Regions from separate parts of the Mus musculus genome. Here regions 1 and 2 are each linked to region 3. Evidence: chromatin contacts called from public Hi-C and HiChIP or PLAC-seq data. All regions are on one chromosome and are shown on one strand. The core of a region is the stretch at or near the end of the contact, and the rest is flanking DNA. Distances in the headings are between cores, read along the strand shown.

Region 1 (3,983 bases), core at 80-2,579, 150 kb before region 3:
AAGAAAATAGAGGAGAACCGCTCAGTGTTGTTGGGCTATGCAAAGATTTACCATCTACGACCCCAAATCACGGAAAGCAAAAGCAAACATAGACAGACAGATGGATTACAACATAGACAGACAGACAGATGGATGACATAAAGCAAAGACACTTCTCCACAGCCAGGTGAATAATCAGCACTGCGAAGTGAGGGGAGGGTGGTGGCTGAAGAGATGACTCAACAGTTAGAGCACTGGCAGCTTCTCAGAGGACCCACAACATGGCAGCTCACAACTGTGTGTGTCCTCAGTTCGGGGAATCCGCCCACACCTCTCCTAGCCTCCTCAGCCCCCAAGCATGCATGCGGCGCACATGCATACATACATACATACATACATACATACATACATAAAAAGAGTCTTAAAAATTAGAAGGCTTTGTCTTGCAGAAGTTAAGAGTAGGTTGTCAGTTACGAGAAGCCAGGAGGCAAAGGAGAGGGAGCAATGGGGAAAACAGGCCAATGAGAATCAAGTGGCAAGTAGATGAGAGAAGAAATCCTGTTCCAGAGTAGTGCTGGGTAAAGCCAAAACATAGTCCGGCCCGTATGGGACACCAGCGGAATCCTGCCTGACTGAAAACTAAGCCCTCAGCAACAGTGGCTGCTTGCTTCCCTGGTGTTCAAAGGTTTATAGTGAACTGAATTCTTTGAATGCATGGCATTGAGTGGGGCAGGACCACAACCGAGTCCGGAGCTTGGCCACCTGAAGTTGCATCCGGCGTTTCGTTCTGTGGTAAGATTGGGCCATAGATTGCCTTGGGTGCCTGGACTGAAATCTTATGCTGGCTTTCTAATTAGTAACTAAGAAGGCATGCACTGTGTGTTCATGTGACAGGGTGACTTCCTCAATGCCCAGGACAGTCTCAAGGTCAGATGGGCCACCTTGCTCCATGACTTGACCCGTGTCTCCCAAAGCACGGTTGCCATTGATTAGGAAGCAGTGACTAATTGTGCAAAAGGTAAACCTGGTCTGAATGTGTGGGCCGAGCTAAGTGAAAGCTAAAGAGCACAGTTAGGCAGGCGTGCTCTCTGTGGAGCTGTCGGCTGATGAAGGAGTGAGAAGATGCTCCTGTAAGCGTTGAGAGTACAGCAGTAACCGAGAAGCCCTGGCTCACAGCAGCTGGGGACAGTGTGCCCATCACATGGATACCGCAGCTGGTTTTAGCCAGAGCTTGTCTCGAGACAGCCTCTGACTGGGGTTGTGGAAGCCTGAATACTGTTCCTAGCAGGAGCTGACAGGACTACAGATCTGAGTGATGACGTAAGAACTTTCATGAGACACTCCCTGCCCTCTTCCCCAGCGAGTGAGCCTTTGTGGTTCACTGCTGCAACCCTGCGTGTTTCAGCACCGCACACGGTCCCTGTGGTAATAGCTGTTTGCTAGTTGTGGTCACTTAATTGAAAAAAACTGGCGTGAGGATATTAAACGTCCCACTAAGCCGTTTTTTTGTGTGTGTCAAGTATGATGACATTGCTGTGGCCCAACTCCCTCAAAGGCCAAGCTGATTACAGTTCTAAACAGCCATAGTAAAGCAAAAAGCTAGGGGCGGAGGAAGGAGGTGTGGCTCAGAAAGACACTGGCCCTCTGCCGTCTGAGGATCCTGACCGCGCATACTGTCAACCATACATCCTAGATTGGGAAAAGGGGTGGTTCTGCTGGTCCTCGTTTGGGGTTTTCTCTGAGGACAAGGTTAAAGAGAACAGTGGCCCATTGGTTAGATCAGGCTTGCCTGTTGCAGGCAGATTCTGGAAGCTTCCATTCCTTTCCTCCTGTCATTCCCTGGATACCTAACCTGTCCTGAAGTAGAGGAGGTGGTGACATTGAGTTCTCTTGTGTGATGGACTTCCTGACCAGATCAATAAGGGCTGCGGTTTCGTTACTTGCCTATTGCTTTCCTTGTTTCTCTCTCTCTCTCTCTCTCTCTCTCTCTCTCTCTCTCTCTCTCTCTCTCTCTTCTTGTAAATCTTTATTTCAGAAATGTGTACGTGAGGAGGCAGGAAATCATGTAGGGATCCCACCCCTCATGCCCCGTGTCCCTGATATGGTCATTCAGGATTGAGTTTGGCTCCGTTTGGGTTTTTGTGACAGGATCTGGCTGCGCACCTCAGACTGGCTTTCAGCCTCATGGTCCTGCTCTTTGTCTCCAAGTGTTGGGTTAGGGTTAGGGTTAGGGTTGTTTTACCATCCCCTCCCCTCCCCTCCCCTCTTCCTTCCTTCCTTCCTTCCTTCCTTCCTTCCTTCCTTCCTTCCTTCCTTCCTTCCTTCTGTCCTTCCTTCCTTCTGTCCTTCCTTCCTTCCTTCCTTCCTTCCTTCCTTCCTTCCTTCCTTCCTTCCTTCCTTTCGTTTCTTTGCTTCTCTGGGACATTACCTACAGCTGTTTTAGTGTGGCCCTGCAGCACAGGTGGCTTAACTGCTTAAGAACTGACACACAGTGCCCCATTCACACCTAACAGCTTTAATATTAATTGCACAATCTCTTTCAAAATTGTCCACATCAGGCAGTTTAGATCAAGACCTGAGCGATGCATGCCCATCACATCTAGCTGACACTCCCCAAGAGCTTGGTAGTGTGTGAGGGCCCTCCTCTTCCTCCTTTGCAGTCACTTGTTGGATGAATGGGACTAAAGCTCTGTAAAATTCCCACACTGTCGGTTTGGCCTATGGCGTCTCTGTGGTGAGTGCTCTTTAACACGTTCCTCTCTCCTCTGTGCTCTGTAAGCGAATAGTGCACACTACAGAGTTAATGAAGCACAGGTTTTATCACTCCAGGAGACACCTGGTATTCGGTTGCATCATTCTTATTGATTTCAAGATTAATCCATGGGCTTGATTATACACATTGACCTGGTCTACAGTGACGACCTCTGTCAGCCTCTAAGTGAATGGCTTTAAGCAACCATTCTTGGTGATGTCTGCACAGGTTAAGGGTTACAAAGATGATAGGCTTGGCTTCTCTACTTGTTGGCTGCTATTCTTCTTTATCAAAGAGCAGATGAATCAACTTCTTGAGTCCTCTGCACCAGTGCCTCTCTGTTCACTTAATAGTCTTTAAAACAACATGTTAAACCAGCAATCTCTGAAATGGCCAGTGAGGCTTGTTTGGTTTTGCCTTTTATTATAAATGTCTGTGTTTTCTGTGTTACATATGTAGGGGGTCCATTACTCCTCTTGGTCCTCAATGTCCTGCTTTGATCAGCGGAGCCACTTCTGGTCACCACTTGTCACCTGTGGGTCACAACCCCTTTTGTATCAGATATTTACATTACAGCTCATAACAGTAGCAAAACGACGGTTATGAAGTAGCAATGAAAGAAGTTTATGGTTGGGAGCCAGCACAACATGAAGTGCATTAAAGGCCACAGCACTGGAAAGGTTGAGAGCCACTGCTTTGAAGATTCCAGTTGCCTTCATATGGTCAGGATTAAGACTCCTCCATGCCCAACAGACGAAATTATAAACCGAAGCAGGGGTGGATCCCTAATGTCAGACGGCCTGAGAAGTGGCAGCAGTGAGGCCCGGGGTGCTGTTGTCCCCTGCTGTGTGTCTGCCTGTCATCTCCCACCACAGGCCTCTCCAGTACACACCTCTGACCAAGGCCTGTGCGGGCATCCAAAACCCTCAGCTGAACCAAAGCTGGCAAAGCAAAAGTTGCTGCCCACCGGGTAGAGCCGCATTCCATCTGGGTTGGGCACGGGGATCTGATACCCACAGGGAAAAGCCACATTCTCTCTGGACTGGGGGTGGGGACTGATCATGTGTAGGAAGCTCAAATGCCTCACCTAACAAAATTATGACAAGAAACAATTGTGAGCAGTTCTTAAAACACTAGAGGTTTCCATAGAGCATGAAATACACAATCTTGCTCGACCTCAGGGAGCTGTGAGTGTCAAGGGCGGTGAGTGCTCACATTCACAGTGTGTGGAACAACAGTCACAGCAACAAAT
Region 2 (4,402 bases), core at 1,184-3,683, 170 kb after region 3:
TGGCTCAGTATGCAAAGCTAGCCGTGGAGACAGGGAGTTGACCAGTGCAGAGAGAGGAAATGAAACTTTTCTTAGGTTTATTAGACCACATCCTATAAGTCTGTGGCTTCTTATGTGTCTGATTTCTAAAGAGCGTGGCAGCACAGCCAGCCTTATTTTTGCTTGTTCGTCATTTAAAACGAATATAGATATTACTTAATTTCCCTAGTTCTTTATATTTCAGCCATATATGAAAAATGAATGTTTATTCACAGTATATATTAGAAGGGAAGACGCGCTTGTGTGTGTGTGTGTGTGTGTGTGTGTGTGTGTGTGTATGTTAATTTATATAAATCCCTGTGTTATAACTCCAGGTTATCAAGCATTTAGCTAAAAAATAATAGTGATAAAATTAAATGAAAATGTAGCTCAGCCCTAATTAGAAGCAGCCTGAGCAACAACGTCGAATGCACCCCCAAAGGCAAAGCTTGTATTTGGATGAACTTGTATGAACTTCCAGAGCTCCGAAGCTGTGCCTCTAGAGTCATAGGTGGGCTCATGTTGTTGCAGCTCTTAGTTGTAAAATGGTTTTCTGTGCATGCAAGGGGAGGACTTCTAATGGCTCCTAGATGCCCATTCTAGAGGCGGAGGTCATTTACCATTGCGCCAAGCAAACAAGGTTCTCTATATCCCACTGCAATAGGACGCTTGGCAGATGTGTGTGTTAGAAGTACTGGAGATTCTGGAATATTCTATGATGTGCCCGCTCCTCCAAATGTATGAGCTGTGGTTTTCTTGTACAACTCAGAATCCTTCTATTCAAAAATTAAACATCAACACCCTCCCCCGCCCCGCCCCCCTGCATCCATATAGTCCCTTCACCGTATTCTTCTAGGCTAAATGAGTACATGGCTCTCAAGTCCCACCTGGGGACTTCTCATGCCTCAGCAAGGTGACGTTCTGATGAAACTCCACTCCACTCACCTGATACTCAGTGGCCACTGACCACACCCTCTGCTCCATGTTATCTGTCATCCCTTAGACTGAAAAACTTATATCACCGTCAACATTATTGCTGCCTCTGAAACTAGTCTCCGACCCTGTGAGCTGGTCTATGAGATAGGAAGGGCTGCTGTGTGGGATGCTCATGCCAAGAATTCATCTGTGGCAGCTGGCTGGTTCTTCTGCCTCGTGTGAAGCCTTGGAGGTCCAGCTGACCCTACCCCACAGGACAGCCTGGCTCGAACTCAATGCCTGCTTCCGTTTTCCCCTTCTATGCTAGCCACACATTTTTCTCCCCATTCCTGACACAGATCATTAATAGATAAGACTCAAGCCCTTCTGTAGGTGACAGCTTGCTTCCTCTTTTATAATTCTGTGCAGTGACAGATTGATTTTTCATGGGCTAGACTGCATCAAGAGAGAGTGCAGATCATCCTTAAAATCCTCTGTTCCTTGTAGGGCCTCCCTCAAATAAAAAACAGTACCTGGGTGGGAAATGGCTTTACAAGGCTCTAACATCATTTACCAATCTCTCTCCCTCCCCTATCCCTCTCCTGCTACCCCCCTCCTTTCCTCTACCACTTTCTAGTGTGGTATCTCTGGTTCTGAAACCTTTGCTGTTATCAGTCTCTTTAGTGATGTCAGAGGAGTAGACATCCTGGACTTGGACATGGAGGGGAAACCATGCCTACCCTGGAATGAGTTTCTTTTGTATGGAGGGCGGTACAGCAGTGTGACAGAGTGAAAGCTCTTACTTGCCACACCTCCTCCCTCCTGTGTCCTGTGAACCTCATTTGAAAGGCATTTATTGTCTTGGCTACTAGTTGAGCAAGAACCTATAAAAGGAGCTTGGTCAGCCTCTGCCCTTCACTCAGACCTTCTACTTCCTCTGCCATGGGTCTGAAAGGCCGTTTCAAGCCTGTTTGCATTTTTAAGAACACAGCTGTTGTGGGTGTGGGTGTGGGTGCGTGAGTGCTGTATACCTGTTGGTAAAGTGTAGGTTTATATGTGCTGAAGAGGTCAGAAGCCATCCTTGGTGTCTCTTCTAGTTGTCGCCTTATTTTTCAGAGTCTCTCACTGAGCCTGAAGTTTAGTGGTTGTTCAGAGTATCTGGGCATCAAGAATCGGGAAATCTGCCCATCCTTGCCACCCCAGTTCTGGGATTACAGATGTGTACTACAGTGCAGGACTTTGATATGTGTGTTGAGGATTTGAATTCAAGTCCTCATGCTTGTGCCCCAAGTATTTCACTGACCGAGCCATTCCCAGGCCCCACCCCCACCCCCCCCCTCCCACCGTCCCACAATTTGTTTTCAGTGTTTCGGTAGTGCGGTAGAAGCCACATGTCTCTTGATGAAGTCCGGTTAGAGTTTTGGTTACCCTGTCCTGGTCTCCATCTGGCCACCTCTACTTGGGCTGAGAATAAGGAATGAGGTGGCCTTTGTACAGCCAAAGTTTGCCATTCTGTTGAAACACCCTTGGGTGTGTGCTTGTCTGAGTACACAGAGTATGACCATTTCTAGCCTTTATGGCCACTGCCCCAGGAGAGCAAAGACTTTCTCTGAGAGATGTGTGTGTGTGTGTGTGTGTGTGTGTGTGTGTGTGTGTGTGTGTGTGTGCATGCACTCAAAAAGTTTCTGTTTTTGTTTTTTTTTTTTTAAAAAGACAGTTACTCCCAGAAGGAAGTACAGGGGGAAAAAAATGAAGATATTGGAGAAAGAAAAATGAAACCCAAGAAAAGCAAGAACTTGGGGTAACCAAGAGATACTCGCAGGCCTAGTCCATTCACTCACTGTGCTGGTCTTTCAGACAAGCAAGCTGTGTGGGCCCCACATGGAAATCCTGTCCTTGGTGCTAGAGTCAGAACCAGGTTTGGTAAGAGATGACTTGGCGGTAAACTTGCTCCACAGGGTTGGGGCAGGTGGGCCCTGGAGGCATCCAGCCAGTGTCTTTTCATTCTTTGTTCTGCCCACTGGGATCCTGGAAGGCCTCTGTTTAGGGTGTGTGTGTGTGTGTGTGTGTGTGTGTGTGTGTGTGTGTGTGTGTGTTGAGAAGTCTCCTTGTCCCAGAGAAACACGCCCTTGACTAGAAAGTAGAATAAAATTGTAATCACCTGTAGTTGTGTGACTGTCTCCAGGACACAGTTGTTTCTCCACGTCACTTTCCTGAGAACCCCTGGGAAAGGTGGGTGTCCTTTGGGAGGGTGATTTCAGAAGCATGGAGGCCTTAAAGGAAAGATGAGCCACTTCTGTCCATCCTTCTGCTAGGCAGGGATGTGGTGTCTGGGGAAAGGCTTGTGGCCTTTATGATATATGTTTTGTTTGCACCCAAGAAGAATGGGACACCCCCTCCCCATTTTGGTCCTGCCCTTTTAGGACAGCAAAATGTCCTCAAGCCTGGTTGCCCTGGACTTCCTCTCTGTGGTCTGCCCTGATTGGGCCTCCAGGAACGGTCTCCTCCCCGTCCCTACTCACTTTGTACACTTGATTTAAAGTTGTAAGACCAAGTTTCTTTGGAGATGTGGGATTAGCAAATCATTATACATAGTTATATAAAACTACAATAAAAGTGAGTTTTGTTTATTTATTTTGGCCTACCTCTGTGAGTTTTCCTATAAGTTCCTATTATTTTCCCCAGCTCATGACCAGAACACAGACCGTGTCTTCCTATTCTTACTAGAGAACCTTATATGGACACAGGGTATGTGGGTATTGTCTTTAAGATGTTCCCTGTGTGTGTGTGTGTATCTGTGTATGTACACGTATTCTAGTGCATGTGGAGTTCACAGGACAAGAATCTCTGGTGAATCAGATTCAGGTATCTTCCCCTCTCCTTCCATTTTCTTCCTTTAAAAGACTTGCTCCCTTACTAACCTGGGACTACTGGGGAAGGCTGGCCAGCTGGCCATTGGATTCTGGGGATCACACTCGAGTGTTAATGCTTGTAGGGCTTTGTCTGCGCAGCCTTCTCCCACCCATGCTTTTATTTGGAAGGAGTGTTGATTCCGTGTGCTGCACCCTGTTCAGAAACTCATGCTGAGCTATGGATGTCAGTTTCTACTCTGCCCCATTTCTAGGCCTTCTTGGACACAGAGGAGGGAACCCCTCCCCCCCGCCCCCGCTTTGTCTGTTGCTTCTTGGACACTGGTGCACCTCCCCTGGCCTTTACTGCTTTTCATTATGCGATGTTCTTTCCTGCACTGCAGAGTGCTTTGGACCACCTTATGGACTTAGGAGAACTCAAGCTAAGGCGGTAGTGAGGGTGAGGCTGACACCCAGTTACTACCCACAGAGGCACCAGGGGGGAGTGAGACAATCTTTAGAGCGTCCTGGGCTGAATTATCTGTTATTTTGGCCATGTTGTAGATGCCAAAATTTGGGCATGGCATCTTAAGTGAAGATGGAGCACAATCTGTAGATTT
Region 3 (4,066 bases), core at 1,235-3,734:
TCAGCCACTGAACCAGCTCACCAGCTCACCCCACTTCCACTTGTAATTCTCTGCCTCCACCTCCAAGGTGCACCAGCTGTGATATTGCTTGGTTTCTGTGGTGCAGAGGGTCATATTTAGGGTTCCCTGTGCAGTAGGCAAGTGCTCTGTAAACTGAGTCACATTCTCACCCAAGTGAAAATATGTTGAATTAAACCTTTGTACTTCATGTAGAAGCTCACATAACCTTCCTAAGATCCCAAAAGAGATGGGACTGTCACTGCCGTCCTCCACATACACAGCGATGAGGGTCGATTACGGGAACAGGACATGAGTCTGGAAACTTAGTGGAGGAAGGTAACCGACCATCCCAAGGTCACACAGCATGGCAGGAGATTATGAAAAAGAAACACAACCCCCATCTGTCTGACTGGAAAACAACTGGGATGTCATTGCCCAGAAAAGTCATTGCTGCCCCTCTTCTACCACTGGCTCCTGCAGCGTACCCCATAGTCCCCCTATTCTGAAAGGAGTGCTTGGAGAATGGCCTCAACCTAGGATGCTGAGCCCTTGCCTCTGCTAGGATGTTCCCTCGTTATCAGCATGGGGAATGGGTATACATGAGACTGATGGTATCAATTATACATGATCCTGGGCTAAGCCCTGTGCCCTGGGAGCTGCGTGGAGAGGTGCCTCCAACGAGAGAGCCTCTTAACTCCTTCCCTGCTATTCGGAAACTGCTTACAGCAGTGTTTGCTGCGGTTAGAGTTGATTAGAGTTGTGTTGGATGCCTCTGTCCAGGGAGTTGTTGTGTGTAGGTCTCCCTGGTGGCCTCAACTCCCTGGCCTTTACTCTCAGGCTCCTTAGCGCTGCTCCTGACTTTACACAGGTGTAAATCAGGCCATTAGCACCTTCTGCCTCAGCCGGGGAGGTGTGCCCAAAAGGGGGTTTAAAGGTGACAGGGTTGGGGTGGGGAGGAAACCTGATCATTTTAATGTTTAACCTCGGTGACAATGGGATCGGGAGCCCTCCCCACCCCCACGCAAGCAGCTTCTGTGGAGAGAGTCCATAAAATACCTCAGATAAGAGAGGAACTCAGCGGGAGGAACTGGGTGGCTAAACCACAGATCAGACTCAAGGCAGCTGAGAGAAAGCAACTCTGGAGAGAGGACATAGCCCTTTCCACCAGCCCTGTCCTTCGGCAAGTGCACCCTTCCTTAGTCTGAGAGGAGAAACCCCTAACAGTTAGTTCTGCATTCAGTGTTAAACGACTGGGAGGCGGAAAACTGAAGGGAACATAACTCTGGTTAGGACAGGAGAGAGGAGAGCCATTTCTGGTAAATAATTAACAATACAACATGTTTCCCTTAAAAAAAAAAAGTACCCAGAAGAACTTTCAACTTCTCTAATTTGGAAAGTCAAAAGTTTAACTGGGCGCCAGGAAGCTGTTGGCCAAACCCTGCTTCTTGCCCAGTCATCCTGGCAGCGTGGGAGCTGTGACCACCTCCCTCTTGGTAAGATCTGGAGTGTAGGTGGCAACAGCCGATGACATCTGGCTTCTCTGGGGTGTCCCAGGAAGAGGGTGGGACCCTCAAATCTCATCCTGGGTGTCAAAGATCCCTCTGCTAAGTGTTCCGGAACTAAGTGTGTTCTCAGATTCATGGCAAATCAAGTCACGGAGACAAATTAGGACCTGCAACATTCGTTTTAGAACTCAGTCCACTTGGGGTCTCCATTCTGATTTGTAACCTCGCCCAAGTTGCTTTCCCAGCCCTGGGCAGTTTACTTCATTATTGACCTGAGGCAAACTGCCTTCACAGAGCTGTTGCCTGACAGTGCTTGTTGTGGGGGTGGGGTGGCACGTGATGCCTGCCTGTGCGCCACGTTCTTCTGACCCCCGTTTTTGAAATACAGCCCCGAGTTTGACTGGAGCACATTCCCCATGGAATGACTGACTTACTGTCCGCACTGCCTTCCCTACTACAGTAGTGGAATTGCTCAGTGGCGATCCCAAGGCCTGCAAAGCCTAAAATAAGTAAGTATTGCTCATGACGTTGCGGTCCTCTTAGATCAGTAAAGATACAGCCGCGTGTAGATGAGGTGCTAGTTTGAGCATCTCATCCTGCCCTCGCCCTTGGTCTTTGGAAGGATGCTGCTTGCTTACTGATGTCCTCCGATGCTCACAGCTCCCGTCTCCACCCAGCGTCTAACGTCCAGAGACTTCAGGTCCAGCCTTCCCTTTGCTGTTGACAACACCGCAGCTGAGGAGGATGGAGTTGTTCGCTGTTGTTAAGACAGACTAGGTGGGCCCTGACTTTGGTGGCTACCAAATTTTCTGACAGATGTCAACCTGAGGTTCAGGAAGAAGAAACCAGAGGAACAGGTGGAAGCAAAAGAAGCCCAAAGGCAGACCCATGGCCTTGACTCACCACATAGGTCTTGGAGCCAGCCTATGGATGAGGAAAGAAGGCAGTGAGCCAGGTCTCTTCCCTGGACCGAAGTCAATAAGGCTGTGCAACAGCTTTTCTCTTCCCCAGACTTTAGACAATGAGGTGTGCAGCAGCTTTTGTCTTCCCCAGACTTCAGTCAATAAAGTGTGCAGCAGCGTTTGTCTTCCCCAGACTTCAGTCAATGAGGTGTGCAGCAGCTTTTGTCTTCCCCAGACTTCAGTCAACGAGGTTATACAGGGGACAAAGCATCAGGAAAGACTAAGAGAAACTCAAAGCCTTCTTGGAAGCAGCACTAAGTGTACCGACTCAGTAAAACTTCCCAAAGACAAAGAAAGTGGTTACATTTGGCAAATAGACAGAACCCTTCCCGTTAACTCATGCTGGCTAATAGTGTCCTTTCCTTCACCCAGTTTTTTGCCTTCTTGTTAAGGAGGCAAGAGTTCACTCAACCCACACAGCCACTCTGGAATCAAAGGTGTCCTTTCAAAGTTGTCTCACAAAGAATTGGGGATAAAAGTCTTTGTTCTTGGGTCCAGGTCGCTGGAGTATCCCAGAAGCCCTCCACTCCTGGTGGCCGGCCACCTATCTTCCCTCCCTCCTGCACGTGGCCCCATGTGCTTTCCAACAGCAGGATTCAATGTGCAAAGCAGCTATAGGAACGTGAACGGGAGTCTGGCCAGTCCTGATCACTGGTACCTCCACTTGCCCTCTCTGGTGGCATTCCTGCCTCAGATCCTCTCTTCCTGGCATTTATCCATCAACTTCAAGATCGCAAAGTCCAAACACCAGTCCCATGACACAGTCAGAAGTACCAATCTAGTTTCAGTTCCTGGCACCCACAATGAATGGTCCACAACTGCGTATAAAGTTTCAGAAGATCTGACATCCTGTGCCGACCTCTGAGAGCATCTTCACGGGTGTACACACAAATGAAGATGTGCACACACAGTGTACATGTACATAAAATTTTTTAAAATATTTCTTAAAAAAGAAAGCCGACTCTCTGGACACTATACACTGCTTTTGGTAGCATGGACGGACAGGGAATTATGTAATGGTTTTGAATGCACTGATGCTGGGTTTCCAATGGCCAGGGGCCTATGGAGTTAACCCTTTTCTCAATACTTCATATTGAGAAATGTTCTCTCTCTCTCTCTCTACCATACACACACACACACACACACACACACACACACACACACACACCTATGGATTGAACCCATGACTTTACTCATGGTATGCAAAGACTCCACTTGTACCTTAAATATAAATGGACTTTTTCATAGGATCTATGATATCTGGTAGTCAATGAGACACACTTTATAGAATTTTCTGGCATCTTTGGTATGCTCCATAATTTTTACAAGTGGCAGGGATACTGTGATCAAAAAGCTTGTGAATCCCACTACTACCATAGTCTGACTTCTGGGAACCCCACCCCATCCCACACTCAACCCAGAAGGTAGAGAGTTTCCTATTAGTTCACATTGAGGAAGCTGAAACTCACATTACTCATGGGACTTGTGTTAGTCCACTATTTGGAAGCAGCCAACCTGGGACTAAAAGCTGGTGGGAGGGTCAGCTCTGTGTCCATGTGGACGTTTCTATCAACTCGGGGTGAGAGCTTTATAGGGTCC

What was found. A called contact is a pair of places that touch in the nucleus more often than the background predicts. HiChIP or PLAC-seq counts read pairs in DNA pulled down with a chosen protein or histone mark.
Region 1: a Hi-C map of liver shows a contact between it and region 3, with 2.2 times the contacts expected there. The contact joins the enhancer-like site here to the promoter of 4930552P12Rik in region 3. A contact is called at or near these places in 1 of 39 promoter capture datasets (liver), 10 of 484 Hi-C or Micro-C datasets (embryonic fibroblasts, embryonic stem cells, liver and 2 more) and 17 of 115 datasets of contacts at active chromatin or transcription factors (bone marrow-derived macrophages, differentiating embryonic stem cells, embryonic fibroblasts and 9 more).
Region 2: an HNF4G HiChIP or PLAC-seq map of pancreatic cancer cells shows a contact between it and region 3. The contact joins the enhancer-like site here to the promoter of 4930552P12Rik in region 3. A contact is called at or near these places in 1 of 15 datasets of contacts at CTCF or cohesin (the NIH/3T3 cell line), 1 of 484 Hi-C or Micro-C datasets (uterus) and 4 of 115 datasets of contacts at active chromatin or transcription factors (extraembryonic endoderm stem cells, fibro-adipogenic progenitors, pancreatic cancer cells and 1 more).

Annotation. Positions count from the first base shown.
Region 1 is chr19:55,547,497-55,551,479 of GRCm38.p6, forward strand. All of the region lies in intron 7 of Vti1a (vesicle transport through interaction with t-SNAREs 1A), which reads left to right. Among named protein-coding and RNA genes, the nearest start is that of Gm41871, 150 kb to the right of the region's middle. Within about 2 kb of position 1,330, at least 47 of the 459 cell types and tissues checked have an H3K27ac peak or open chromatin away from gene starts, as enhancers often do. A contact at or near this core is called in bone marrow-derived macrophages, hepatocytes and liver, where this site is marked.
Region 2 is chr19:55,866,343-55,870,744 of GRCm38.p6, forward strand. The region is part of intron 5 of Tcf7l2 (transcription factor 7 like 2, T cell specific, HMG box); the gene reads left to right. Among named protein-coding and RNA genes, the nearest start is that of Gm52391, 70 kb to the right of the region's middle. Within about 2 kb of position 2,434, at least 56 of the 459 cell types and tissues checked have an H3K27ac peak or open chromatin away from gene starts, as enhancers often do. A contact at or near this core is called in extraembryonic endoderm stem cells, pancreatic cancer cells and trophoblast stem cells, where this site is marked.
Region 3 is chr19:55,699,720-55,703,785 of GRCm38.p6, forward strand. It overlaps 4930552P12Rik (RIKEN cDNA 4930552P12 gene), which reads right to left and starts at 2,485. Exons shown (of 4, transcript NR_045318.1): 1 at 2,409-2,485. Gm41871 (a long non-coding RNA gene) reads left to right here and starts at 1,424. Exons shown (of 3, transcript XR_877940.2): 1 at 1,424-1,493; 2 at 1,894-2,014; 3 at 2,166-2,908.